Regions from separate parts of the Zea mays genome. Here region 1 is linked to region 2. A link is a contact called in public Hi-C data. All regions are on one chromosome and are shown on one strand. Each heading gives the region's core, a stretch centred on a gene start, on an enhancer-like site or on the middle of the called end of the contact. The rest is flanking DNA. Distances are from core to core; before and after follow the strand shown.

What was found. Hi-C and Micro-C count contacts between places; a contact is called where the count stands out from the background.
Region 1: a contact with region 2 is called in a Hi-C map of endosperm, with 2.3 times the contacts expected there. The contact joins the promoter of LOC100194230 here to the promoter of UGT708A6 in region 2. A contact is called at or near these places in 5 of 25 Hi-C or Micro-C datasets (bundle sheath, ear, endosperm and 2 more).

Annotation. Positions count from the first base shown.
Region 1 is chr6:130,864,967-130,868,277 of Zm-B73-REFERENCE-NAM-5.0, forward strand. It overlaps LOC100194230 (Adenine nucleotide alpha hydrolase-like superfamily protein), which reads left to right and starts at 1,473. Exons shown (of 4, transcript NM_001359434.1): 1 at 1,473-1,864; 2 at 3,005-3,123; 3 at 3,236-3,311. The coding sequence starts at 1,576.
Region 2 is chr6:130,691,314-130,694,423 of Zm-B73-REFERENCE-NAM-5.0, forward strand. UGT708A6 (UDP-glycosyltransferase 708A6) reads right to left here and starts at 1,858. Exons shown (of 1, transcript NM_001139178.2): 1 at 341-1,858. The coding sequence starts at 1,775. The coding sequence ends at 348.

The DNA of each region.
Region 1 (3,311 bases), core at 223-2,722, 170 kb after region 2:
AAACTTTAAAATCAGTTGCTATAAACTTTACCTAAAAATAAGCATTAGAAAGGTAAAATAAGAGGATCCCGTATCCGTCAAGAACATCCACATAGCTATTTTAGTTTGATCGCAACTTAAAAGGACAAAAAACGCTCAATTTCGAATCTTGTACGAATTTTTAGGTTGATCAAATAATTCCTAAAAACTGAGCAAAATTTTTTTTGTGAAAATCATGTTTTGTCATTGAGTATTTTTTAATGTAACAAAGCACATCAAAAGCCACATTGTAAAAATTCTGAATTACTAACTATAACGACGCTCATTTTTTTATGCTAACGATAACTGTAATGGTCTAGACGTACGTAGGATAAAGAGGTTTAGTAATTGGCTTTTATCATAAATATAGCAGCTAGGACAAGAATGCCGCGCAAGTCTGTCCCAAGGGCGGGCACATAGGAGGCTGGAGAGGGCCCAAAAGCTAGCGGTCTGTGTAGTACAACGCGTATAGAACAAGCCCACTCCTCAGAGCCCATTGGGCCTGTACCGACCCCGAACAAACAAGAAGTAGGTCCCGCCAGGGCCTCATCCAGAAACACAACACAGCCCATTGGTGCGTTGGCTAAGAATACAGCCCAGGTATGCTACGCAGGCTGCCTCGGCGAGGTGTCCGGCGAACGGTTCAACGATGCCGTGTGGTGCCATGCCACAGCCTGATCCGCGAGCATATTCCACTCCCGGTCCACGCCTTGCACAATCAATCAATCATCATCATCTATGTGTAAATATATATATGTGCATGCATTACTATTACTATTCTTAACACAATGGGCGATGTTCCTATATATATATTCTACGTGCCCCAGCGTCAGAACTAATAAACCATCCATTTCTTTGTACCAGTCATCAACTGCATGAGCGAGGACATCTTTTGGTACGGTGGAGATGGAGGACAATCGCCCAATCTGTTACAAGTGTGTTGTGCTTGTGCCTAGGCAAGCTGGCCTTGCTAGTAAAGATCGGATACTAGTTGTTTCAAAAGTATGATCTGCACTATAGAGTGTACTGTTCGCAGAGTTTGTTTGAATATGAGTATGAGTAAGCTGCTGAAGGTAGTCTTAGGGATTGTTGCTGAAGGTAGTCTTAGGGATTGTTTATGAGCAGTCTGTTGTAGGTTCAGTTTTTTTAGGAATTTTTTAACAACAACCTCAATAAAACGCTTTAGGAAATAAATTTTTAGTGTTCTTTTGAAGTTGCTCATCATAATATCAGTAGGATCAGATTACCATTTCACAGATGAACACATTACCAGCGCAGCCAGCAGAATTTGTGTACAAACCTTTGCTAGCTGCAGGACCCAGCGACCGAACAAGAACAACAGTATATACCTCGAAAATATCACAAGAATAACATCCCAGCCCAGAGCCCCAGACGACCAAATATATATATCTTCGTCCAGCACGGCCGTACACACACCGGCACCACGCGCCAGACGACGACTCCTGCTCCTGCTCGATCGTCTTCACATCCCTCTACCTCACGTCCTCACCTGGCCAGGGCCCGGCGGCCGGGTTAATCCAAGGCGCGCGCGCGTGCATGGCAGAGGCCGGTGGCGGTGGCGTCGACCAGGACGCCGGTAGCCTGCCGAGCCACACCAACGGTGTTGGCGGCGGCGGCAGCAGCACGTGGGAGATAGAGGAGCTGGAGCCGGATGACGGAAGACCGCCGCGGAGCGTCCCGGTCGCCGACGACGTGTACGTGGCGGTCGGCAGCGGCGGCTCCAGCATGGCGGCTCTGTCCTGGGCGCTGCGCCGCCTCGCCAAGCCGCGCAGCTTCGTCTACCTCGTCCACGTCTTCCCCGTCGTCACCAGCATACCCACCCCATGTGAGCCTACTACTGCTTGGTCTCTCTCCCCTCTTCTGCTTCTGCCTCATCATCTTCGTTTCTTCTACTAAATAACATGTCGTACTACTGATTTACGATTGATGATTATAACTTCATCACTAGAATAATTCAGATTGTTGCGTGTACTGATCAGTAGTGTTCCCTGACTGGGGATCCAGATCAAACTGCTTCCTCGATCCGAAATTCTAGCCCAATGTTTCCTCAAGCCCAACCTCAACATCGAAACAACTAACGCTGTAATTTGCAAACGAAGCCTTGTTTCCAAGCGATAAAAGATGTGGCCTCACGTCCGGACTAGTTTTTTTTTTTGCTCGCGTGGTTGAAACTTTCAAAGGTGTCGTCCTCACAAATTAAAGCCGGAATTTTCTTCATGGAGGCTTTTGTAAATTACATTGGGTTTAGCCCCGTCGCAGATCTGCAACAGCAAAATTCCAAGCCGTTGATGCTGACCTCGTAGCCTAGCTAGCCTAGGAGTCGTCGGAGACGCGAACAAAGCCACACATCATATCAGCATGGTGTTAGGTAGGTCCTGTGGCTCCTAATTGTAGGAGTATTTTTCTTTCTATGTTTTCTTTGGCAAACCAGTAGTAATAATGGGATCTGTTTGATCATCCCGTGAAATTATTGGGTTCTACTTCTAATCAAGCTGTTTCCATCGAAACACTTGGGTTTTAATCAGAGTCCTGTCCTGTGGGCGGTTCCATCAGACCTCACCTCACCTGGGTGAAGCACTCGGAATAAAGATAATATGCATTCATTATTTGAGATCCTGACAGCGAGTGCCAACGAGATTCGTGGACCATATATATACAGCGTACAGGAATACTGGAATGCCAAAGAAAAAAAAAAGCAGGTTTCTGAATGTGTTACTTACTGCCCATATGCTGCGTCTGACTATATATATTTAAGCAACATTCAGTTTAAGGGTTTGTTCGGTTAGCTCTCAATCCATATGGATTGAGTGAGATTGTGTGAGTTTAAATCCCAACCAAGTCAAATTTATTCTTAATTTTTTCCAATTTCATCAAATTCATGGGTAACTGGATTAACCGAACAAGCCTAAAAGGTAATAAATCCGTATTAACGAACCTGACACCGTCGTCTCGGTTTCTGAAATAGTAGGAATGATGCCTAAGAGCCAAGCAAGCCCGGAGCAGATCGAAACGTACCTGAACCAAGAGAGATCGAAGAGGCGAGACATGCTGCAGAAATTCTTGGACCAGTGCCGCGAGATTCAGGTAAGCAGCAGCCGGACCAGTTCTTGTTTCTCAAGCTCTTGCTTTGAGTTGGAGAAGAAGAAGAGAAAAAACTCAACACTCGAACTTGTTCCTGTTCTCTTCCCATACGCAGGTTACCGTTGACGTCTACCTCATCGAAAGTGATCAGATTGCTAACGCGATCATCGAGCTTGTTCCTGTTCTTCGCA
Region 2 (3,110 bases), core at 608-3,107:
GTTGGACTGCTGGCTGGTGCCGAGGGCGGAGACGCCGGTGGCTGGCCCGGTTGGGGCCGGCGGCAGATGGGGCGACGGCTCGGTCGGTAGAGAACGGGGCGGCCGCGCGTGGATGCCGAGAGCGTGGAGGCATCGCGCGGTGAAAGAAACGAGTGCGTGGAAGAGAAAAGATTGAATTAGATAGGGTTCAAAGCTTAATTTTCGGCGGCTTTAAGCAAAGACCAACCTAAAAATAAGCAGCCGGCTAGGAAGAGGCCGGCGAAAATAACTCTAGCAACCGAAAATGATCTACAGTCAGCGTCACAGGAACCAAGTATCTGTTACAGGCTCGCAGAAATCAGTCGAGCCTACTTACGCTCCGCGTCCCGACACCGCTGAACGAATTCCTCTAAGCTCTGGTAGCTCGTGCCGCACTTGGCTATTGCCGCGGCGGCGGCGTCGCCGACCTTCGCTGCCTTTTCCGCCACCGCATCATACCCCATCATGCCTTTTATCTTCTTAGCCACCTCCTTTCGAGTCGTCAGCCCTTCCTCTCCATCCCAGGTCCACCCCTCCTCCCACGCGCCCAGCCCGCTGCGCGCCACCAGTGCGGCGTTGACGCGCTGGTCGCCGAACCTCGGCCACGCTAGCACCGGCACACCGAACGCCGCTGCCTCCGTCAACGAGTTCCACCCGCAGTGACTGATGAATAGGCCGACGGAACCGTGCTGCAGGATCTCCTCTTGCTCCACCCACCCCATGGTAACGAACGCGCGCCCCTGCACTCGCTCGAGGAACCCGTCACCAAGCAGGCCGCCGAGGTCGGCGGTGTCGTCCCGGTCCACGATGGTGCTCTTCACCACCCACAGGAACCGTTTGCCGCTGGCCTCGAGCCCGGCTGCGAGCTCCCGGAGCTGGTCCCTCGGTATGGCCTTACGGCTGCCGAAGCTGACGTAGACCACAGACCGTGGCGGCTGCGCGCTGAGCCATCTCATGTAATCCGCCGTCTCCTCCGCCTGAAATCTCACCGGAAGCATGGGCCCCACGGTGAACACAGGCGGGAAGCCGCCGGAGACAGTAATGGAGCCTTGGCGCAGGGCCGTAACGGCGTCCGGCTCAAAGGCGTCGAACGTGTTGACAAGGATGCCGTCACAGGCCACGAGGCAGCGACCGTTGGCGACGAACTGTTGGGTGAAGAGATGGTCGGGGTCGTGCAGCGCCTGCGGGACGGATGACTTTGGGATCCGGAACACGCCGGGGATGTCGACATTGCCGACGCCCACGCCCACGCTGCCGGCGGCGGCGTGGGCGTCGAGGTAGGCGGGGAAATAGGCGCATAGGGAGAGCATCGCGGCAGAGGACGTGAAGAGGACGTAGCACGGGACGCCCCGCTCCCTGGCGACGGGCAGGGCGACGGACGCCAGAACGATGTCCGTGACGAGCGCGGACGCCTCGGCGGCGTCGAGGAGCGGGCCGAGCAGCGGCGCGGACCGGCGCGTGGCCTCGAAGCGGAGGAAGAAAGGGTCGGCGCCCGGGAACTCGGACTCGTCGAACGGCGCCAGGCGGAAGTCGAGCCGGCGGACGGCCGGGGCCGCGGCGACGAAGAGCGCGTCGAGGAGCCTGGACTCCGCCGACGACACGGTGGGCTGCACCGCGGCCACGGACACGTTGCAGCCGTGTCCCTCCGACAGCGCCACCGCCAGGCGGGCGAACGGGACCAGGTGGCCCATGCCGGCGCTAGGGAGCAGGACAACGTGCGGTCTAGCGCTCGTGTGGTCACCGCCGTTGGCCGCCATCGCCGATGGGGCCCCGGGTTAAAGTAATAACTGCGACCTGCCTCCGGCGTGACAGACCAACAGTGGTAGCTAGTACGTATGCAATAAACCTACACGGAGCGAGAGCGATGCACGGTCCTGCGAGCCATTAAATAACGAGGGCGCTACCGAAGCTCCACCGCACGATGCAACAACCACGGCGGCCGCGCGCTGTCGCGCTGCCGTCCCTTCGTTTTCCTGCTGTTGGCCTGTCCTGTTTCTGCGTCATGTAGTACAGTACAGTACAGATGGCTCGTCGAAAGAGACATGCATGGTGTCTGCCGACCAGAATGTAGATACTGCAGGGCCGCTCCGGCTGCACCGCGATCCGCGACAGAAGCCGGAGACGAAGATCGACGGAGGCGGAGCAGGAGCACTTTGCCTTTGTGCGTAGATAGCTCTGGCGCTTCGGTCCTTTGGTCTGGCTCCATGTATTGGTATAGAAGGAACAAGAAACACCGGCGCCGGCAACATGTACTTGTATTCAGTCAGATACCGTCGCCTGTATAGAAACTAGGAGTATATACAAGAAATAAAGGAAAACAAGAATGCACGACGCACAAAATAAACGGGCCTATAAGCACAGAGCGTGCCGGCGATAGAGCGGAGGACTCCGTGAGGGCCGGCCGGGCGATCGCCGGAGGGGAGGTCGGCACTGCACACCTATACTAGCTCGCTGCTTGGGACTTGGGAGGCAGGCGCGCTGGCGAAGTGGCTGTGCTTGCAGTCTGCCTCCTCGTACGTGATTGAACAGATGCAGCTAACAAAAGGTGGGACGCCACGCGCTGTCCACCGCAGGATACAACCACCACGCTGTCCACGCAAGCCTCAACTCTCAACCAATAGTTTCACCAAAAAAAAAAAAAAACAAACAGAACTCTCAACGAATAATAATCGTTTCACGTTTTTCACGTGCTTTCCGGAGATGATGTTGTAGGATACTCCGAGCCAATCTAAAGATGCTGTTTGATTACGCGGGGATCACTAAAATTCAGCTGTCTGATTTTTTTAGACGATGATTATTGCATATATTTTATAGAATTACAGATTTGGTTCATTGCACTTTTTGTAGTTATAGTTTGCATTTTTTTTTGTTTTGAAGATAAAAAAACTTATCAAATAAAACTAATCAAAGAAACCTGCACCATATAACTATATATAAATTAATTCCCATCCGAGATTAAACTAATTTTTAATATACAATATATTTAGAGAACAGGAGCCTACATGTGATTATATATATATATATATATATATATATATATATATATATATATATATATATATATATATATATATATATATATATATATATAT